5 separate regions of the Mus musculus genome follow, and all the other regions are linked to region 1. Evidence: chromatin contacts called from public ChIA-PET, Hi-C, HiChIP or PLAC-seq and promoter capture Hi-C data. All regions are on one chromosome and are shown on one strand. The core of a region is the stretch at or near the end of the contact, and the rest is flanking DNA. Distances in the headings are between cores, read along the strand shown.

Evidence for each region. Promoter capture Hi-C pulls out the DNA fragments that hold promoters and counts their contacts. A called contact is a pair of places that touch in the nucleus more often than the background predicts. ChIA-PET counts read pairs in DNA pulled down with a chosen protein or histone mark. HiChIP or PLAC-seq counts read pairs in DNA pulled down with a chosen protein or histone mark.
Region 2: a promoter capture Hi-C map of liver shows a contact between it and region 1, with 4 times the contacts expected there. The contact joins the promoter of Mgat3 here to the promoter of Adsl in region 1. A contact is called at or near these places in 2 of 39 promoter capture datasets (embryonic stem cells and liver) and 2 of 115 datasets of contacts at active chromatin or transcription factors (embryonic forebrain and neural tube).
Region 3: an RNA polymerase II ChIA-PET map of memory CD8 T cells shows a contact between it and region 1, with 6 read pairs. The contact joins the promoter of Rbx1 here to the promoter of Adsl in region 1.
Region 4: a contact with region 1 is called in a FOXA1 HiChIP or PLAC-seq map of pancreatic cancer cells. The contact joins the enhancer-like site here to the promoter of Adsl in region 1. A contact is called at or near these places in 1 of 39 promoter capture datasets (embryonic stem cells), 1 of 484 Hi-C or Micro-C datasets (bone marrow-derived macrophages), 1 of 115 datasets of contacts at active chromatin or transcription factors (pancreatic cancer cells) and 1 of 9 other capture datasets (embryonic stem cells).
Region 5: a contact with region 1 is called in a Hi-C map of B cells, with 5 read pairs. The contact joins the enhancer-like site here to the promoter of Adsl in region 1. A contact is called at or near these places in 2 of 39 promoter capture datasets (the C10 cell line and pre-B cells), 1 of 484 Hi-C or Micro-C datasets (B cells), 1 of 115 datasets of contacts at active chromatin or transcription factors (large pre-B cells) and 2 of 9 other capture datasets (embryonic stem cells and macrophages).

The regions. Positions count from the first base shown.
Region 1 is chr15:80,946,150-80,950,251 of GRCm38.p6, reverse strand. Adsl (adenylosuccinate lyase) reads right to left here and starts at 1,762. Exons shown (of 13, transcript NM_009634.6): 1 at 1,552-1,762. The coding sequence starts at 1,704.
Region 2 is chr15:80,172,165-80,176,482 of GRCm38.p6, reverse strand. It overlaps Mgat3 (mannoside acetylglucosaminyltransferase 3), which reads right to left and starts at 2,762. Exons shown (of 2, transcript NM_010795.4): 1 at 2,645-2,762.
Region 3 is chr15:81,463,961-81,468,543 of GRCm38.p6, reverse strand. Rbx1 (ring-box 1) reads right to left here and starts at 2,228. Exons shown (of 5, transcript NM_019712.3): 1 at 2,094-2,228; 2 at 311-389. The coding sequence starts at 2,171.
Region 4 is chr15:80,216,863-80,221,010 of GRCm38.p6, reverse strand. No RefSeq gene overlaps it. Among named protein-coding and RNA genes, the nearest start is that of Gm46521, 6.7 kb to the left of the region's middle. Within about 2 kb of position 1,575, at least 161 of the 459 cell types and tissues checked have an H3K27ac peak or open chromatin away from gene starts, as enhancers often do. A contact at or near this core is called in bone marrow-derived macrophages, embryonic stem cells and pancreatic cancer cells, where this site is marked.
Region 5 is chr15:80,317,793-80,321,930 of GRCm38.p6, reverse strand. Cacna1i (calcium channel, voltage-dependent, alpha 1I subunit) reads right to left here. Exons shown (of 37, transcript NM_001044308.2): 3 at 1,461-1,572; 4 at 611-744. Among named protein-coding and RNA genes, the nearest start is that of Gm31319, 30 kb to the right of the region's middle. Within about 2 kb of position 2,445, at least 53 of the 459 cell types and tissues checked have an H3K27ac peak or open chromatin away from gene starts, as enhancers often do. A contact at or near this core is called in B cells, where this site is marked.

The DNA.
Region 1 (4,102 bases), core at 513-3,012:
TGCAGAGGCGGAAGGAGAGAACCTCTTCCACAGAGCTGTCAGCCAGCTGTGAGCCCCCACCACGCACACACCCATACAAATACACACTTCCCATACCGGAATCTTAAGTATTACTCCTAATCTGTCGTTCCTTTTTTTTTAATATCATGTGTGCCAGAGAAGGCATCAGATCCCCTGGAACTGAAGTTGCAGATGGCTGTGTGCGGCGGCCCCATGGCTGCTGGGAAAGGAAGAGGTCTCTGGAAGAGCAGCCAATGCTCTGACCCACTGAAGTGTCTCTTCAGCTCCTCATCACTTCCCCAACTTCACCAGTCATGCGTGGGGTTTGTGTGTGTGTGTGTGTGTGTATGTGTGTGTGTGTGTGTGTGTTTGAGCCAAGGTCTCAGTGTGCTGTTCTGGCTGGCCTGGAACACGCTATATAGATGAGGTAGGAGGTAGGCCTCAAACTCACAGAAACTCACCTGCCCCTGCTTCCCAAATGCTGGGGGTGGGGTGGGGGTGTTAACACATGTGCTGGGGAGATGGTTCAGCAAATAAGAGTCCTCATTGCTCCTGCAGAGACCTGACTCTGGTTCCCAGCACTCACGTGGCTGCTCAAAAGCACCTGTAACCCCAGTTCCACAGCATCATCTGACCTCCAGTGGCGCCTGCACTCACACAAGCCCATATCCACATGCAGCCACAGAACTACACAGAAAAATAATCCTTTCATGCTAAGTATCACATCTGCCTCTCGCTACTAAGTTGGTGCTCTAACAGATGATCCATATTCACAGCTGTGTATGCGTCAAGCAATTTGTAGACCAGATAAACCTTACACTTCAGTTTCAGCTTGAGGGCACTTACAAGCTAAGGAGACACTGGCAACGGTAGTAGAGACAGAGAAAGGCAGAGAGAGAGAGAGAGAGAGAGAGAGAGAGAGGAAGAAGAAGAGGAGGAGGAGGAAGAAAAAGAAGGAGGAGGGAGGAGGAAGGGAGGGAGGGAGGAGGGACGAGAGGACAAGAAGGCAAGAACACAAGAAACAATTTTGAAGGCACCAAATAAGCTTTCCCAAAGGCAGAAAGCAACCAACAGGCCGACCTAGCTGTGATGCCCATGAACTACAACAACCAGCCCGGCATAACAATCCTAAGGGTGCATTTCGTGGTGGTTATGCCCTCCTCGTGCTCATGCGAAAAATGACCATCAAGTTTGCAACGTACTTTTTAAAAGAATAATCTACTTGTTTTCTGTGTGTGTGTGTGTGTGTGTGTGCATGTGTGAGCGCACAGAAGTCGAAGGACAACTAATAGAAGTCAGGTTTCGCCTTTCTCACCATGCTGAACCCGGCTCAAACTCATGTCGGATAGCTTGGCGGGAAGCGCCTTTCCCCCTGAGCCTGCAAAGGTATAAGTAGCATTCCACTTGAAATGCGCTGTGGGAGGACGCAAACACACATAGCCTTGCCCAAACCGAAGTCCTCCAAAGGATGTGCAGGGCTCTGGGACTGTTGCCGAGGCAACAGGTGCTCGGGCCGTGACCTCCCTCGGGACAAGAGGCCCGGCCAGTTACCTGTTCGGCCTCCGCCAGCCACAGCCACAGCTGCCGCCACGTCTGGAACTTGTACCTGTCGCTGAACAAGAAACACATCTCGCGGCTGGCGTAGCGGGCCGCCAGCGGAGAACGGTAACTTTCAGCACTGCCAGGGTCGCCGGATGCAGCCATTTTCAACACGCGACCAGGACGCGGCGGACACCAGCAGCAGGGCCAAAAGCGGAAGGGTGGCGTGCGTGGGGCGGGACTTCCTCCCAAGGCCCCGCCCCGTGTGTAACGCCGGCCTGGAAGGCGAAGATGGTTCAAGTTTGGCTCGTCGCCCCTGAGGGTCAACGCTTTTCTCTTGGTTTCTACGAATCTCTGCCCCACGCTGTGCCTCCTCAGTTTTTCCATCTGAGGAAGGCACATTAAGACCCGCGTTTAACCCAGAAAGGAAAGTTGCAGAGGCATTCGGAGGGACGCCAGGAAGGCGCCCTAGTGGACACTTGGAGTACTGCAGTCCCGCTGGAGACAGGCTCAGCTGGAGACCGAAACTCTTAAACCGCGGTGCTGGTTCCGATCTCCGGAAAGCAGCCTGTCAGAATTATTCCACGCGTGGTGGCTCGAGAACAAAAAATTCAAAGTTTTTGTATCAGAATAAAGCTGAAAATAGCATACATTAAAAAAAAATAGCCGGGCGTGGTGGCGCACGCCTTTAATCCCAGCACTCGGGAGGCAGAGGCAGGCAGATTTCTGAGTTCGAGGCCAGCCTGGTCTACAAAGTGAGTTCCAGGACAGCCAGGGCTATACAGAGAAACCCTGTCTCAAAAAAAACAAAAATAAAAAAATAAATAATAATAATAATTTGAGGTCAGCCAGGTCTCCAGAGCGAGTTCCAGAACAGCCAGAGAAAACCTGTCTACAAACAAACAAACAAACAAACAAACACAAAACAGAAAACAAAAAGCCTCGTCCAGCAACATAAAGAGACCCACACGAGGCATGGTACATTAGATCTGAACACTGCTCCCTCTTCCCCACACAACCGCTCCTTAGTGTCTCCTCTTCCTGAGCTTAAGACTTAGCTGTTGCCAGAATAGTTTGTACATCAGATAAACCTACCAGACACCTGCGCCCAAGGTCCTCGATTGGATTGGAGGCTGTGGGCCGATGTATGCTGAAAAGAACGTGTTCCTGGAACTTTGTACTCTGGACTGATTCGGGGGTATAGTTGCTTGGATATGCTGTAGCAGCTCACTGTTCTCTTCCACAGAGATCCTTGCAGAGCCAATCCTTCCCAGGCTCCAGGCTCCAGGCTCCAGGCTCCAGGCTCCAGGCTCCAGGCTCCAGGCTCCAGGCTCCAGGCTCCAGGCTCCAGGCTCCAGGCTCCAGGCTCCAGGCTCCGTAGTGCTCTCTCCCGACTCTGCTTCACTTGGCCTCTGGTTACTTTTCCTCATTAAACCGTAGCTTCAGCTGTTAGCTTTCTACTTGGTCCTGTTTCCTTTTCTGACTTTATTTTTGCGAGACAGAGTGATACACTGTAGCCTTAACTGGCCTGGGACTCACTATGTAGAGATCTGTCTGTCTTTGACTCCTGAGTGCTCAGATTAAAGGCATGGGTCACCAGCCCAGGTGGTTTTGTGGTGGTTGTTGTTTGGTTTTTGTTTTTTAATGCATGGACTTCTGCTAAATATCATCAGCTACCTTAGTTCTGGTTACTGTGGAGGCCCCTGCTTTTTGGCTTGTCTCCTCACTAACCACTCCCAGCAACTCCATGGATGTCGGTCCAGTCCCTTTGGCAAGTTATTTAATCTCTTGGCAGTTAGAATTCTTGCCTGAAAACTATGGCTGATGCCCCCAGGGGCACAGTGAGGTAAGAAGACAAGCAAAGCCAAGTAGTGGCAGCACGTGCCTTTAGTCCCAGCAATCGGGTAGCAAAGGCAGTCATCTGATCTCTGTGAGTTCGAGGCCAGCCTGGTCTACAGAGCGAGTTCCAGGCAGCCAAAGCTACACAGAGAAACCCTGTCTTGAGAAGAAAATGCTGGATCTCTGACTGGGACGAAGGGCCCAACCAGTATCCTCTTCTGCTTGCCTAGTATCCCATTGTAACTTCTGTCTCCTCCTCCTCTTTCCTGTCTGCTCCCATCTCTTGTTTTTTTTTTTTTTTTTTTTTTTTTGAGACAGGGTTTCTTCCTGGCTGGCCTGGAACTCAGAGATCAGCCTGCCTCTGCCTCCTGAGTGCTGGGATTAAAGGTGTGAGCCACCACCTGGCTTCCAGTGCGCATCTTATATCATTTTCATTTTGCACCCAATTGCTTCTATTTCTCTCTTTTTTTCCCTCTCCCTTTTCTCCTGTACTCATTTACCCATCCAGGCTGATGGAAGTGTTTAGCACTTTGGTCAACTTCCTCCTCCATTCTTCAACTCTTCCCCCCTTCCCCTCAAGCCACCACTCACACTGCTCGGCTGGGAACAACCCAGCCTTTGGCTGAAAGGCTTACCTTGCATCCATGAGTCCTCCACAGCATTGGCTTGACTCGAGCCTAGGTACCCCAGTTTGGCTGTCACCGTTACCTGAAGCAGCATCTCT
Region 2 (4,318 bases), core at 1,513-4,012, 770 kb after region 1:
CCAGCGCAGGGCTGGGCCGGTGCAAAGTACCCAGGGGAACCTATTGCCCTGCTGGTTGCTAACCTGAGAAAAAGGCTTATGTTTTCTTGAGTCCCTACCCCTCATCTGAATACAACATGTTTCTTGGCCTGAACGTCTGAAGAAAGTTCTAGAAAGGAGCCTGTGTCTCCAAGTAAAGAGCTAGGTCTGATTAGAAGAAGAGCACTCCAGGAGCAGAGCAGTATGCCTCAAAGGAGCTGCATGGTGGTGGGTACCCAGAGGGACCAGGGCACTCTTCTCTGTAGAGCACCCACCCTCCTGCCGGCCACTCCTCACTCCTCACCTCCTCCTAGAATCCCAGAGGGAAGTCCTTGACCCTCCCTTTCACACCAGTCCTCCCATGATCCTCAGCATAGCCCGATCCCCCCCCCCCCCCCCCCGTGAAACTGGCCTCACAGCCAGCTGGCATCAGATGGCCTCATTTTACAGGTAACAATACCAATGCGGCAGCCAGCAATTTCCCACCATGGTGCAGGTGTCAGGCATCCTTATATGCCACCTCACTTCTAGTCCTCGCCAAAATCCTGGGGAGGACTCTCGACTTCACAGAGGTGGAAACTGAGGCTCAGGGCACCAACTTCCTGAAGTGAGACAGCTACAGATCCTCACATACACACACATACAGACAAACATATACTCGCACACAGACACTCACAGACACTCACATAGACATTCACACACACATACACACACTCACATATACTCACAGACACACATAGACGCTCATATACACGCAGACATACACACAGACACTCACCTACACACTCACATACATATACACACACACATATACACACACATAGACATTCACATACACACACACACAGACACTCACACATACAACCATACCTCACAGCACAGCATGGGGTAACTGATGAGCACTAATGACAAGACACACAGAGTTCCAAAAGAGGCCGCTGAGGCCATTTGCTCAATCCCTGCCAAGAACAGCTAGCTCCCTGCAGTCCCCTGGAGCCAGTCCTAGCTTCCTGGTGTGGACATCCACATTTTCTCTACCTGGCCATCCTGTTCGGAAGCGCTCTTCAGAGGTAATCAGGCGTTCCCACTGGCGTACCCTCGGGGACCTAACAGCAGCTTATGCCGGTGCACGAGGTGTGCTAGGTGCTGCCCATAAAATAGGGCTCCAGTCACCCCAGAGCTCTCTCATCTCTGTCAGAACTCTTATCTCTGTCTCCCTGTGTGTCTGCCTCCATCTATCTATCCCTCATGTCCACACTCCAAGGCACACCTTGGCACCACCTGCCAAAAGTACCCCCACCTCACCTCTCACGGCATTTGTCCTATCACTGGTGTTGGGACTCAGATTCGAACCATGGTTGTTGCAACCATAACATACAGTACTAATCACTATACAACCACAGCTGGCCACACATGGATACCCACTCTTCAGCTCATTTCTCCTCGTGGTTCAGTGTCCCACCATGCTACACACCATCTCTCAACACACCAGAGAGCACATCTCTCGGTCCTTTCTCTTACTATTTCTTCAGCCCTGGGAACTTTTCCGTCTTCCAGTAGGTTCTTCCTCCCTAGAGCAAAGAGCCCCTCTTTCTAACTTTCCCAGAAACCCTGCCTATCTCCTTAGCGTTGGGCAGCACTAATAATCCTGGAGTTGCCAGCTCCCAGAAGGAGAGAGCCTTGTCTTGCTCTCCCTGTCATCCTCACGGTTGGCTCATTGCCTGGACCTTTAATAACTGTGTCCCTCCAGGTCAATCCCCCATGAAGGCATTTCTGCACCCGTGTCCCAGAGATGATGGAGGACCACAGAAAAATCCCAGTAGGGAAAATGTTCCTGCCTACATCCCCCTTCTGAGTTCCGCAGGCGAGGGAACATCATCAGACCTCAGGCCATCGGAGATGACTGGGGCGCAGCAGTCAGAGATGCTGCGCCCCAGCTCAGGCACCCCCGCCACTAGCACAACCAAGCAAGCTCCCCTCCCCACCCCAGCCCGGTTCTAGAACTATTTGTAGATATTTATAGCGCCCTCCCCCAGCCAGGAGCCCTCCTCCGCCCTGGGCAGTGCAGTGCAAAGAGAGGGAGACCCCTCCCCAGTAGAAGGTGGGGGCCTCTCATGCTAAGCTTTTCCCTGCTCCCCACTAAGGCAGCTGTAGTTACAGCTCCAGCCACAGCCCCCACACTCGCCCAGCACCCCAACCGCGCCTGGGCCTCGGCCAGCAGCCGCAGCAGCCCGGGATCGGGGGTGGGGAAGGCAAGAGCTGAGGCCTCGCGCCCCCAGCCCCGAGCTGCGCCGGAGGTGGAAGGGAGCGCAGCGCACAAAGCATGGCTGGAGCTCCGCGCCTCGGGACGCCCCCACCCCACCCCGGTCCAGCCAAGGGAGGGGGTCGCCGCGCCAGGCTCTGCCCCGCGGCCACGGAGAGCTGCGGAGAGCAGGCGGGTGGGGGCAGGGGGCGCCGGTTAAGCAGTCCCCCACATCTCGCCCCTACTCGGCCCCATGCCCCCGCCCCCGGGGCTGCGGGACCACCACGGGGGGAGACGGGAGTGGGGAGGACGCGGAGGCGAGGCCTGGGGTGCGGGGAAGATGCAGGGCTGCGGCGCGGGTCCCCGGCTCCAGGGTCAACTCACCCATCGTCCGCTGGGTCTCAGCAGCGGCGGTAGAAGCAGCGGCGGCGGCGGCTCCGGGGCCCCCGGGGTCCCCGGCGGGGAGATGCTGGCGTCCGCCGCAGCCTCTCCTCGCCCCATCCCGGGCTCCGGCGGCGGCGGCTGCGGCGGGCGCCCGGCATCGCAGGCAGCGCGGCCCGGGCCCGGCCCGATCCCCGCCCCCCACCCCACCTCCACCCCGTCCCGCGGGCCCGGCGCGGCCGCTTGACTGCACCCCGGGGCGGTAGCGGGGGCGCGGCGGCGAGGCCGAGCGCTGCGCTGGAGGTGCCCGCTCCCGCCGGCCCCCGCCCCGCCCCCGCGCGGCCGCGTCCCCTCCCCCGCCAGCCGGGCTTTGCGCGCTCCGGGCCAGGGGCGCCTGGACCGCGAGCTCCCGCCACCGCCCCGCGCCTCTTTCGTGTGTATGTGTGTGTTTCTGTGTGTGTGTGTGTGCGCAGCAATCGGACGCGCGAGTGTGCGCGTGCCCTGCCTGTGACCGTGCGTGCGCCGGCCCACTGCCCGGGCGTCCTGTGCGGGTGTGTGTGCTGTGTGAGGCGGAGCTGGCCAAAGTGCTTGTCGGGCTCTGCGTGTGAGTGGATCTGTGTGTCTGTGTTCTGCAGCGTGTGATAGATTGGCCCTTATGTGCATGGGGTGTGTAGATAGATCCGTACTGTGGCGTGATTGTGGGCATACTGTGGCTGGGGGCACAGGCCTCCTGTGTGGTGGTGTGACAAAGTCCTGACCGGTGTGTACATCACTGTAGCCCTATGCAGAGGCCTGGTACAGGAAAGCGTCTAAAACACTGGGTACTGGGTCGACACAGTGTCCGTGCTAGTTTGTGTCTTGCTCGGATGTGTTGGCCTCTGTACATCCTTCTGCCTCCACCCTCTTCATCAATGCACAAAGCCACCCATGAGGCGCAGAGGGTGACAGAATGTGCTGGATCTGGGATTCAACCCCAGACTTGGAGGTTTCTCCATTCTTCTTCCCCACCCCCCACCCCCAGGATGCTGCTTATAATGGGCATCTCTAGCACTCAGGTCACCTATGATAGATTTATTTATTTTGTTTTTTCAAGACAGGGATTCTCTTGTGTAGCCCTGGCTGTCCTGGAACTCAACTCTGTAGACCAGGCTGGCCTTGAACTCACAGAGATCTGCCTGCCTCTGCCTCCTGAGTGCTGGGATTAAAGGCGTGCACCACCAACACCCGGCTCTAAATGATCTAAATATCCCCAGAGCCCTGCTGGATTGCAGTCAGAAGCACCTGACATGGGTGCTGGGACTTGATCTCAGATTCTCTGGAAGGGTGCTCTTAACCACTGAGCCATTTCTCCAGCCCTGACACTTTTTCTTGATTTGAGGCATTCTGTTGTGACCTAAAAACCAGTACACCACCTCTATAACTTGTCTCCCTCTCAAGGTTATCAATTTGTCTGAATGTATTTACTTATTGTGGCGCTGGGAATGAAACCCAGACCCTCCCATATGCCAGCCAGTTACCATAGGTTATATTCCACACACAACTTGCATGGCCTTTGATTTCAGTATAATGCAAAACACTCCCATTTGCCTGCCCTGAGCCTTCTGCATTAGGAGGCAATGAGAAGTACCACCCCCTGCAGTTGTGTGGAGGAAAAGAGATGGCCTGGCCTTGCCCTGC
Region 3 (4,583 bases), core at 979-3,478, 520 kb before region 1:
AAAAAAAAAAAAAGAAAAGAAAAGAAACAATTTAATTCAGGAGGCAGAGGCAGGTGGATCTCTAGTTCAAGGCCAGCCTGGTCTACTACAAAGTGAGTTCTAGTAGAGCTAGGGCTACACAAAAAACTCTGTCTCCACAAACAACCACAAAACAATCTACTTCAAACACACCAATGGATGAGATACACAAGTGCCTAAGGGTTCTGAGCCTGCTTTGTATTCACTGGTAAAGAAGACAATTGGGCACACCAGGATGACCACCATTTCTGTAACCTTCTCAACTTCTTCCCATCTGCCCCGAGTTACTTACAAAGATCCATAATGTGGTTCCTGCAGATGGCACAGTTATCAACCACAATGTCCCAGGCCCAGAGGGCCACTGCATTCCACTGCAAGGAGAAGAGGGGAAACAATGCATTTTCCTTGTAATCTAACAGCTCATTAGGACTTCAGCTTGCAGCTTCAGTTACCAACGCCCCAGCCACAGGGCCTACCAAAGAAAGGATGTTTTTGGATTATACTATTTGGACTATATCAGAGGACAACAGCAGACCACCTGTACACTTCCCCATTCCTTGAAAGATGAAGTATATGAACATGGGTATCTTCAATTTTTTATATATAATGTAAAATAATTTAGCTAGCCAAACCAACGTGAGAATATTAGTACTATTTTCTGTACAGCTTTCCCTGACAGCTGTGGAAGAACTCAAAATCTGCATAAGCACGGGCTCTCCACAAAGTTTTGGACTCAGAGGCAAGGAAGTGAACAGACTGAACTAAGATAATAAATGGACCACTAAGTGGATAATCACAGGATAAGCTGGATAGCAAGTTACCTACCCAGTTTCAGTACACAGAACGAGGTCATCACTTAAACCTTAAAAGAGCACTGCAAGCAAAGTAGAATCCACTGCGATTTTCTTTTCCTCTTACCAAGTAAACTGATGTTCTCAACGTTCATATATCCAAACAATTACTTTGTTAGCTCCAGTAAGTCGACCTAAGACTTCTTATGTTAGACAAGGCACCCTTTTCAAGGACTACTTTGGTTTGACTTTCCAAATTCAAGCATAAGAGTTTAGTAAATTCTACATTACATTTTTATTTTTCATAATGGCTGCAGGCTGTAACTGAGCAGCAGTGGCCACAATGAGATGACACAAAAAGGGGGTGGGGTGAGGGATATTCTCAGCGACACGTTCCAAAAATAATCCATAAAAAGAAAACACCTTGCCCTCTTCAAGATCTTCATTTTTAACAGATCTGTGTAATCTTAGGTAGGAATCAACACTTTTAAAGGACTAGCAAACTATGAAGGGGAACGGCATACAAAAGGACGTTTCATATTTTTGTTTTTCTGTTCTCAGGTCATTAGCAATTAGTACTCCACCTTCTTAAATGGCACAAGTTCTGGGCTTGCTTTTAAAACAAAGCCCACCAGGCTTTTAAATTATCATTTTGTGTTAGAAGTGTACAGGGACATCAGAGAACCACTGGAGTGGCAGATGCTATGTGACAACTAGTAGCCATCTCGTTAGAACCAAGCTTTACACTTGACTGTGGGTTTAGAGGCCAATGGAGGCCGCCATACAATCGAGGGCCCACGCCAGGTCCCTCGGAGTCAATAGATTCTAGGATCCAGGAAGGGGCGGAGCAAGAACACCGGCAGAGCCCCTCTGCGCTGTCATCTCACGTTCCCGGGGTTCTCCGCACGGCCCCATCCTCCACCCGCCGCAGTCTCTTCACGAGTCTGCATCCCACCCACCCCACCCTGTCCTTCCCCCACCTCTCAGTCACTTCAGTGACAGCTCAAGCGCTTGGCTCCCGCATCGAAGTCAACCTCGCGTATTTCAGTAAGCAGCTCTGCGATTGGCCCCACAGCTTCCCCAGCAAGACTAATAGGGCCCCAGACACTGGGCCACCAGCATGCCGATCAACCCTAGGCCCGCCCCCCGGCTTCCGTTCTTGGTGCCCGGTCCCAGGAACGCCCTGAAATGAAGCCCTTTCCCCCGCGCCTAGCTCTTCCTCGGGCCTGCCAGCCATATCCGCGCCTCCCTAGCTTCCTTGAGGAAGGCGCTGGCGAGCCCAACCTTTTTAACTTCAAAGCGCTTCTTGCCCGCGCCGCTGTTGGTGCCGCTGGGGGTATCCACATCCATCGCCGCCGCCATTTTGGAAACACACAGTCTGTCGTGTGACCACTGCGCCTGCGCACCGGCTCACTTTCCGCCGCCTGCCCCGCACACCAGGCGCCTCCTCCCGCACCCCTCCCCTCATTGGCGCGAGCGTGGAGAAGGGGCGGAGCCTGCGGTCACGCCCCTTAAAGGCGCAGGCGGAGGTTTCCCGCCCCCCTCCTCCCCATCTCTCTCAGCTGGGGAGGAGGCTGGAGTGATTGAGGCGGGGCCGGGCGGGGCCGGGCGGGGCCGAGAGAAGGGAGCCAACCGGTGGGAACGTCCGTGAGGTCTCGATGCTTCTCGCATTCTGGGAAGCCCTGTGGTCTGACTCCTTCATTTGGGGCGGCGGCTGCTTCCTTCTTCTGCCCCAGGACTTAAGCCCTGGTCCAGATCCACAGAGCTGCCCCCGAGTCCGTGGTTGCAAAGGGCATGGGCTGGTCTTTGGAAACCCGAAACTCCAAACCGGCCTTCTGCTGACCGTGGTCGGCTTCGGAGCCAGGCGGTGTCTCTCTGGAGGCCTGTGGCCCGGCTTACCAAGGCCTGGTCACCGTCTGCGTTATCAATTTCAGATTGGGAAATTATTTGATAGGGAGAGAAGAGGCCCAGGAGCAAACAGAGCAGGCATTCTGCAACTTTGCCTTTATCTTCTCACAGGAAAGGTGATGGGGATGCCATAGTAAATCCCATAACCAGCCAGTTCTAAATGGTCCTCCTTTCTCCTCATTTCCTATCGAGTTTTGCTACTGTGCTACGATTAAATTAGTACATTTGTAGTGGCTGAACTTGAGTTCTGGTGAGGCATTCTGATTTTCTTACCGGTCATTACCATCGAGCTACAGAACACATACGTTTTGTAAGCTTCCATGATTAGTCCAGCCCTCCGCTGTTTTGTCTCCTAAATTTGCGGAGTTATGACTAGAATACATCACCCTTGAATTTCCTGTGTGTTCTAGTTCCCTCAACAGTACAACAAAAAGGGTTTTACCGGAAATGTGCCCCTCCCCCCCCCCAGAAAGGGTTTTTCTCTGTGTAGCCCTGGCTGTCCTGGAACTCAGGACTGGACCTAGGCCGGCTTCGAACTCAGAAATCTGCCTGCTTCTGCTTCCCAAGTGCTGGGATTAAAGGCATGCGCCACCACTGCCTGTCCTGAAATGTTCTGTTAAAAGAAATACTTGCTGGTGTGTAATGCGGTGTGTCATTGATGCACTTGCTAAGCAGGGCAATACATCCTGAATACCACCACAGTTTTAACTTGCACAGAGACTTGTGAGAGCCCTGCAAGGTGTGTGTGTGTCTGCCCAAGTTCTACCTCCCACACTAAATCTGTCATTGGTCTATGTGTCTACAGACCCCCTAAGGGATGCTAGAAACCCATAGTTAATTAAGATACTGAGGACATATTTATCCATTCGTCAACAACTATCCTGAGTATGTTACTTCGTCTTTTAATTTTTGGTTTATTATTATTATTATTATTATTATTATTATTGAGATAGGGCCTCACTCTGTAGCCCAGGCTGGCCTTGAAATCTGAGCAATTCTGTTGCCTCTACCTCCCAAGTGCTAGGGATAGAGGGAGGAGAACCACCATGCTCAGCTACACTGGGTTCTGCTTTAAACAGGAAAGCCACAGTGAAGTCAACTCAGTAAGGAAATAAACACAGATCAACAACTATATCAAGGTGTCTCAGGTGGCAATACATGCTACAGAAAACAAGATGGTGAGATTGAGGGGAGGAGGCAGTAATACATGTACATTTGAATAAAGGCATTGGGCAATTTTGTTATTGTGTGAACATTCTATAAAGTACTTACGCAAACCTAGATGAGGTAGCCTGTTACACACCTAGGCTATATTATGAACTTACTTCTCCTAGTTTCCAAACCTGCACACGTTGTTACTGTGCTGAATACCATAAGCAACCTTAACACGATTGTATTTGTAGATCTAAATACAGCAAACACACATTAAAAATACACTATCAAAACTCTAGCGATATAACTCAGTTGTAGTGTACACAAGGCTCTGCATTGCATCTCCAGCACTGCAACAAACAGGTGTAAAACATGAAACCAGGTGAGGCTGGACAGATGGCTCAGTGGTTAAGAGCATTCACTCGCTGCTTTTGCAGATAACCCAGGTTTGGTTCTCAGCACCCATGTGATGGCTTACAACTATCCGGAATTCCGTTTAAGGGAACCCAGTGCCCTCTTCTGGCCTCCTTCTCCTCTTCCAGGGATGGGGCTCAGGGGCACTCAGAATGGTCCAAGCATGGTAGGCTTTCCTACAATACAGCTTTTAACAAAACTAGGCTGCCTTGAAACCCTGGCAACCGGATTGTTTACCTTTTATACTACAGGAGATTTTTTACAAAAGGTGTCTGCAAGGTCTGATGATTCAGTGCTGGT
Region 4 (4,148 bases), core at 326-2,825, 730 kb after region 1:
GACTGGCAGGGTTTTTTTGTTTTTTGTTTTTTTCATATGTATGCATATGGTGTGTGTGCATATGCAGATTAGAGGTTAGCTGGGGAGTGGTGGCACAAGCCTTTAATCCCAGCAGAGGATAGGTGGATTTCTGAGTTCAAGGCCAGCCTGGTCTACAAAGTGAGTTTCAGGACAGCCAGGGCTACACAAAGAAACCCTGTCTCAAAAAAAAAAAAAAAAAAAAAGAGAGAGACAGAGAGAGAGATTAAAGGTTGATGCAGGGTCTTTCAAACCATATTTCTTGAGGCAGGTTTCCCACCGGACCCCAGAGCTTTCTGATTTACCTAGTCTAGCTCACTTGCTTCGGGGAATTCCTGTCTCCACTTCCTGAGGCTTACAGGTTGACCACCACACCTGCCTGGCATTTACATGAATACTGGGGATTTGAACTCTGGTCTTCGTGCTTGTACAACAAGTACTTTCTCTACTGGGTCCTCTCCCCACCCCCACCAGTGAGCTTTGAGCCCTGCCCCACTTCTTCTGCTTTCCCCAGTTAAAAGAGGGAACTCTGCATAACTTATGTAAATTTGATTTAAATGTGATTTTTGGCTACTGGGCTGGAGTGGTGCACATCTTTAGTGATCTCAGGACTCAGGAGGCAAAGGCAGGTAGATCTGTAAGTTTGAGGCCAGCCTGGTCTAAAGAGAAACCTGTCTCAATAGACAGACAAAAAGTTTCAAAAATTAAATAATGTGTGCCAAGCATGGTGGTGTAGATGTGAGTGTGTGTGAATGTGTGTGTGTGTGTGTGTGTGTGTGTGTGTGTGTGAGTGTGGGGGTGGGGATAGGGAGGTGTACTGTTGGTATTGGTGTTGTCTTAGTATTTACCCCTGGTTGTCTCGGAACTCAATGTGTAGGCTAAACTGGCCTTGAATTCACAGAGATCTGACTGCTTTTCTCTCTGCCTCCTGAGTGCTGGGATTAAAGGTGTGTAATACCGTATCTGAGTGTTTCTTTTTTCTTTGTAGGTTTTTTGTTTGGTTATTTTTGGGGTTTTGTTTTGTTTTTGTTTTAGACTGGGTCACATGCAGTCCAAGCTGGCCTCATACTCCTGGGTTGTTGAGTCATATCTGTCCCAGGCACATAAAAGCCATTCCAAAACATTCCAAAAGAGTAGCTACTGTTTGTGTGTGTGTGTACCTCAGGATACCTCCCCATATCCAGCTGATGGCACTGGATAAATGAGTGGTCAAGACCAGGATGGAGAGGACAGGGAAGTAATCTCAGATGGAAGCTGAGTTCCACACTGGCCCTGCCGAGTCTCAGGAGACCTCGATGCCTTGGGACCCTTGCAACAGGCAGCTGACCAGGGAGCTGGGCGCTGAGTAGGGAGGGCTCCCTGGAGAGGTGCAACCAGCCCTACTTTGTTGGGGATTGAGATCCACAGGCAGAGCAGACAGATTTCTAGGAAGATAAGAAGGTCAGCAGGACAATGAAGAAGCGGGAAGAGGCAAAGAAAAACAGATGAGTCACAGGGGCGAAGGGAAGAAGCCCAGGGAGGAAATGCATGACCCGTGTGTCACGTATACCACATCGAAGGAGGGGGAGGGGCACAGGGGATTTTTAAACCTCCACCAAGCTCAGACTCTGCTGCCAGGCGCATGCGCGCGCGCACACACAACTGCCCACCGCAGCTGGAGACCTGTAATACACACACCCCATCTGACAGATGAGCATCCAGGAGCCGGACGTGAGCAAGGGAGGGCTGCTAGGTGCTGAGGAGACCGGACATAGACAGCTGAGGTGCCAAGGGTGACATCTTGTCCTCATTTCTTTCAGAAAACTATCTGTTCTCTTCCTTGACTAGTAAAGGCTCAACTCTGACTTTCCTAAGCGTCTAAACTGATCTGAGATTCCACCCAAGTCATCCAGATCTGCTCAGGATGGTCAACAGACCTAACGGAAGCCAACAAGATCCAAGCCCAAGAGTTTATTTTGTTTGGGGGTTTTGGTTTTTCAAGACAAGGTTTCTCCGTGTAGTCCTAGCTGTCCTGAAACTCTGACAAGCAGGCTGGCCTCAAACTCAGAAATCCACCTGCCTCTGCCTCTCAGGTGCTGGGATTAAAGGTGTGCATCACCATGCCTGGCTCAGAAAATTTTTAAAGATTTTCATTTGTATTGATTTTTCAAAACAGGGTTTCTCCTGTAGTACTTGCTATCCTGGAACTCTCTGTAGACCAGGTTGGCTTCAAACTCAGGTCCCAAGAGATGCTCCTGCCTCTGACTCCTGAGAGCTGGGATTAAAGGCACACATCACCATCACCTAGCCAAGATTTGTCTTTCTTAATCTTATGAGTATTTTGTCTGTGTCTAAGTAAGGACACTGCAAACTTGTACTGGTGCCCACAGAGACCAGAAGAGAGCTCTAGGTCCCCTGAAACTGGAGTTACACATGGCTGTGGTAACTTGTGGGTGCTGGATATCAAACTCATGTCCCCTTAGAAAGCAACCCTTGTTAAGCTCTGAGCAGTCTCTCCAGGCCCACTAGCTTTACTTTGAGAAAGATCTAGTAAGTAACAAAATCTTGGCTAACCTGGAACTCTGTATGTAGACCAGGATGGCCTCAAACTTATAACAGTGTTCCTACCTCTATCTCTCAAATGCTGAGATTATGGAAGCACACCACCGTGCCCAGCTCAAGCACAAGACTGTGTGCCTGCACAGATGTGCACACAAGCAGATGTGCACTGGTTCACATGTGCATGTAGAGGCTAAGGTCCATGTCCAGTGTCATCTTTAGTCACTTCTCTACCTTGTTTTTAATTTTTTTTATGTATATGAGTACACTGTCGCTGTCTTCAGACACACCAGAAAAGGCATCAGATCCCATTACAGACGGTTGTTAGCCACGTGGTTGCTGGGAATTGAACTCAGGACCTCTGGAAGAGCAGTCAGTGCTCTTAACTACTGAGCCATCTCTCCAGCCCTCCACCTTATTTATTTATTCATATTTGAGACAGGGTGTCTCACTGAAGCTGGAGTTCACCCATTAGCTCGACTGCCTGGCCAGCAAACTCCAGGAACCCGTCTGCCTTCCCAGTCCTAGGGATGCTAGATATGTGCCACTGAGCCTAGCTTGTTTGTTTCTGTGGCCCTGATCCCTGGACTCCAGGTACTTTACCAACCAAGCCATCTTCCAAGTCTCCAGGCGCAGGGCTGTTAGGGAAAAGAACCTGTTCCTTCTGTCTGAAGAAAAGAGAAAGTGAAGCTGGGAGCTGTTGCAACCATCTCAGAAGCTCGAAGACTAACGGTACAGGGACAGCTCGCAAAGTCGAGGCCAGTGAGCTATGGAGCCGGATGGCATTGCACTGACAAATGGCCGGTACGTCAAGCTGCGAGGTCACCAACACCACCTGACGCTTGACTGTCAGCAAGCCAGCAAGTTCCTTCTCTGCCTTGGTAGTTTGGGTTGGTTTTCTTGTCATTAAAAACAAATGTATCAGTTGCTTACAAGTCTGATGGAACTCAGTCTCATTAAAGCACCTCAAAGCTTTTCAAAGAGAGTTCTAGGACAGCCAGGACCACCAAGTAAGATCCTGTCTCAAAGAAACCTTATTTTTACATATATATATATATACATACATATATATATGTGTGTGTGTGTGTCTATATATATATATACCATATATATATGGGTGCAGAAGGGGCTATCAGGTCCCATGGAGCTAGAGTTACAAGTGTTTGTAAGTTGCCTGATGTGGGTGCTAGGGACCAAACTCTGGCCTGTGATCAAGACCAGCAAGTGTTCTTAACCACCGAGCCATCTCTCCAGACCTAGAATTTATTTTTACACTTAGTTATGTATATGTGTGTCTGTGTGGGGGTTTGTAGACATGAAGAATCCCTTAGGAAGCCTTGGATCCCACAGAGCTGTTCACACCCATTTGAGAATAATACACATTCTCTATCAACAAGCCATGTCTCAGTCCCTTGGCAGTAGGGTTTTAATGGGGGGTCTGACAGATGTCCCTGCTGGATGAAGGTTTACAGATCATTAATTCTCTCTATGGACTAAAGCACTGTATCACCTCCATTTTTAGAGGCCAGAGACGATCAGGCAAAGGACACACCCTGACCTGGGGTCGTCATGGAGCCTGCTGGTACCCACAC
Region 5 (4,138 bases), core at 1,196-3,695, 630 kb after region 1:
ATATATGACTATATTATGATGGCGAACATGATGGTGGTAGTGATTGTGGTAGTGATCATAATGATGATGGTGATGATGGCAATGACAATAGTAACAATAGTTATGGCAGTGTTGGTGACAGTGACAATGGTTATGTGGTGACAGTGACAATGGTTATGGTTAGGGTGACAGTGACAATGGTTATGATGATGGTGACAGTGACAATGGTTATGGTGATAAGAGTGACAATGATGATAATGGTGGTGGCGGCAGTACTGCAGCTGCTGCTGATGACAGCAAACACTTCATGATGCTCATTTTGACCAGGGTGATGTCTTTACTTCTTTTTACAGATGGGGAAATGGAGGCTTCTCAAAGTTAACTGACTTTCCCAAAGGCGTGCAATTAATCAGCATAAAACACTCAGTCTAAGCTGCCCACCGCACAACAGATGCTTACAGCGGCCACCGGAAGGGACAGCTGTCTTCTAGGGCCATCTACAGGGAGCGTTGTCTCTCTGACCCCTGGCCAGAGGCCCTCCATTCTCACACAGCATCACCACCATCTCCCAGAATCCCCTTGGTTAGCTATACGGAAGCTGGCATGCAACAAAAACCAGGTTGTTCCCTACCCTGCCATGACAATGAAGAAGTCCAAGCGGTTCCATGTGTCCCCGAGGTAGCACTTCTTGCCAAAAATGCCCAGGGCCACCATCTTAAGCACCATCTCCATGGCGAAGAAGATGAAGATGAAGTCATCAAAGACCTGTCAAGCAGGAGGAAGACAGGACAGGACAGGGTGAACTCTGGAGCAAGAGTGGAAGTCAGAGCCACGGTGAGGTCAAACATGGGACAGGAAGAGAACCTCAGAGTCCCTTGCCCACTCAGAGAAAAGACCAGGGCCCAGGGAAGGGGTGACGTTGCCCAGGGTTCCACAGCCCATTCTGCTCATGGCTTTAGCTCTGGCAACGATGAGGACCCTGGGGCTGAGCACCAGGCTCCCTCATGATCTCTCTCATAATGGCACACATGGGGTAGCCCACTTTACAGCTAAGAAAACAAGACCAGAGAAGCCAAGTCACTTGCCCTGGGTCACACAGCAACTCTGTGCCAGGATTAAAATGAAACTCAGGTCCGGCTCCCAGGGACAGGCATCAAATATTCTACTTCTGTAAAATGGATACGTCCCCAGAGCCCTACTCTGTGGTACCTCACACCGTGCCTACAACCACGCAGATGCCACATCAGGGCCCACGAGTCCACAAGGGAGGAGGTATCAGGGAGCAGAGGCTGGCTGCGGGCAGAGAAATGTAGCCACTGCCTTCGCTGTGTGAATGGGATGGGGTGAGGAGCCTCAGCTGGGAAAACAAAGATGACAGGAGGGGCAATTCTTCAGAAGAGCTGAGGGGCTGAGCTACAGTAGAGCCCTGAGCTTGGAAGAGGACACCCGGCTGGGAGGGAGGGGACGACTGAGAGGCTCACCTGCAGGATCTTGCAGCGGTCTGAGAGGCACTCCATATCGTCACATGGCTGGTACATGCCCAGGGTCACACAGTTCAGCAGGATGACCAGCATGCTCACACACTCGAACCACGTACACCAAGTCAAGGAAGAACTGGTGGTGGAAGCGCGGCCTGGGGCGCCACACTCCTGAATGTGACACCCCAGGAACAGACATGCAGACCGTTTCTGCCCCCCACCCCCAACTCCACCCCCACCCCTGTGGACCTCTCAGTGACCCAGGTCCAAGCTTTCAGAGACAGTGCAGCTGGCCCGCCACACAGGTGCAACCCATGCCACACCCTGCAGGGAACCGAAACCAAATCAAACCACTGAAGCATCCACTGCAGGATGCCTCCAGGTCCCACCCAGGAAGGAGTGGCCCCCAGAAAGGGTCCCCAGACTCAACAGCTCTGATGCCGGCCTTCTCTTCTCCCTCTCCCATCCCTCTGCGGTGGCTTCATGCTTCCCATCCAAGGAATGGGTCTGCACTTCTGAGGCATCCCTGGACATGTTCTCCTGATCTGCCTATCTCTGTGGGGCTGAAGCTCACAGTCACCCTCTGACCGCTGCTCCCAAATCAGCCCAACCCAGAGACCTGGCTTCCCGGGTTCTGCCCCAGCAGAATCCTGCAGCCTGGAGCCAGGGCATCTAGAGATCAGCCCTTCAGGTCAGCCACAGGCCACCAGCAGGATAAGGGGATCCTACAGCCCAGAGAGAAGAGAACTGCCTGCTCATATCCCCCAAATGGCCTCTCCTCTTATACACAAGTCCTCGGGGCTAAGGAGATCTGTGCCCCCCCCCCAAAAAGTGCATCATGGTGAAGAAAAAAAAAAAAGTGAAACCACACAACAGCATAAATGACTGAGGTCAGACTCAGGGGTGAACTGCCAGATGAAGGAGCCTGTCTGATGACTCACTCTCTTCTAGTAGTTTCTCATCTACCAGGAAGCAGACTGACAACCCCTGCCACCAGCTGTACCCACATTCCTGTCCCTGACTCCAGCATTTAGCATCTGGGTACAGAGCTGCTATGTGCTGTCAGAGCAGCCAGCAGTGCCAGAGACCAGGGCCTGCCTGTGAACTCAATTCCCTGCGGTGAGTGGCTCTGGGGTCTCAAGCAAGTTCACAGCAGCTCCTCACTGGAGCTAAGGGGCACCTCACAGGTCCACAGAGGCTGTCCCGACCCCTCTTCTCAGAGTGCCTGCTGTGGCTCCCAGCTTCTCCTGGCTTAAAATCAGAAGCCCTCCACAAAGCTGGCCAGCACGACCTACCCTCTTCTCCTTCCCCCGACTGCCTCCCTCCCAGCCCGTGGTGGCCTGCTTTTCCTGTCTGGTCTCAGGCCATTCAGCCCCACAAGCTCCTCCCCCAGCAGCCCTCCAGCCTGACTCTCTCCCATCTAACGCTCATCCTCTCTGCCCACTTTTGAGCAGAGTCTGGGTCCCTGGGATCTACAAGCACTCAACTCCAACCAGAACAGCATGGAGATGCTCAACCAAGACTTGCCGAGTGAATACATGAGTTTATCTCAAGCTCCCCCCACCCCACCCCCCAGCCACACCAGTTCAACCCCAGCTCGGTGAAGCCACACCAGCCCACCACAGCCAGATGCCAACCACAGTGGACTGGGCCCCTCCTGCCTGCTAAGAGAACTGACCTAGTTTCCATGGCAACAGCCCCCTCTGCTCTCCAGACCCTGCTCACCTTGAAAGCTGACTTCCATGGCCTCTGTCCCTGCCCTGCTCCTTCCTGTCCCTGGCCTGGCTGCCACTCTCCCGCCATAGCCTGTAATTAATTTCAGTCGCTGCCAGGCCCCCTTTGAGCCCTAGCCTTGCTCCAGCAGTAGCTGTGTCATTAATTAACTTTTTTGAAGTTCAAACGTTCTAATTACCAGCGAGCATCCCCGTTCCCCTTGATTCCCTCCCCCCCTTCCCCCATTCATTACCTCCCTCTCATAGCCCAGTTTCTGCTGCCTCTGTCCTTCCTGGAGACCCAGGCCCAAGTGCACCTGATGGGCCCATTCACAGGTGGGGAAAGTCAAGACCCCTCTTTAGATCACGTGGCTGGGTTTTGTCTACATCAGACCTGCTGGGTTCCTCGGCCAGTGTCCCCTCCCGGCCCTTGGTCCTGTGTCTGCAATACTGCCCCTGCCTCCCTGGGGCTGCAGCTCTGGCTCCTGACTCTCCAGTGGGCCCTGTGTGATGTCAGCACTGAGTCCTCAGACTCCTTGATAAAACTAAATTCGATCCAAAGGGGAAACATATTTACACACCTGTGACAGTACACACCTGCAATCCCAGCACTGGGGAGGCTGAGGCAGGAAGTTTGAGGCCGACCAGAGCTACCCAGTAATACCTTGTCAGCACAACTCAAACCAAAACAAGCAGAAGTGGGGTGGAGTCAGGGGTGCGGCTCAGTTGGCCACAATCCCAGAACCGAGTACCACATAAAGCCAAGCGTGGTGGCAGGGCAGCCAATTCTTACAGTCCTGCCCAGCAGCACTTGGGAGGCAGAGGCAGGAGGATCAAGAGTTGAAAGTCCCAGGGCAGTGGTTTTAACCCTTGAATCCCAGCAGAGGCAGAAGGATCTGAGTTCAAGGCCAGCCTGGTCTACAGGGGCAGCCAGGACTACACAAAGAAATCCTGTGTCAAAAAAAAAAA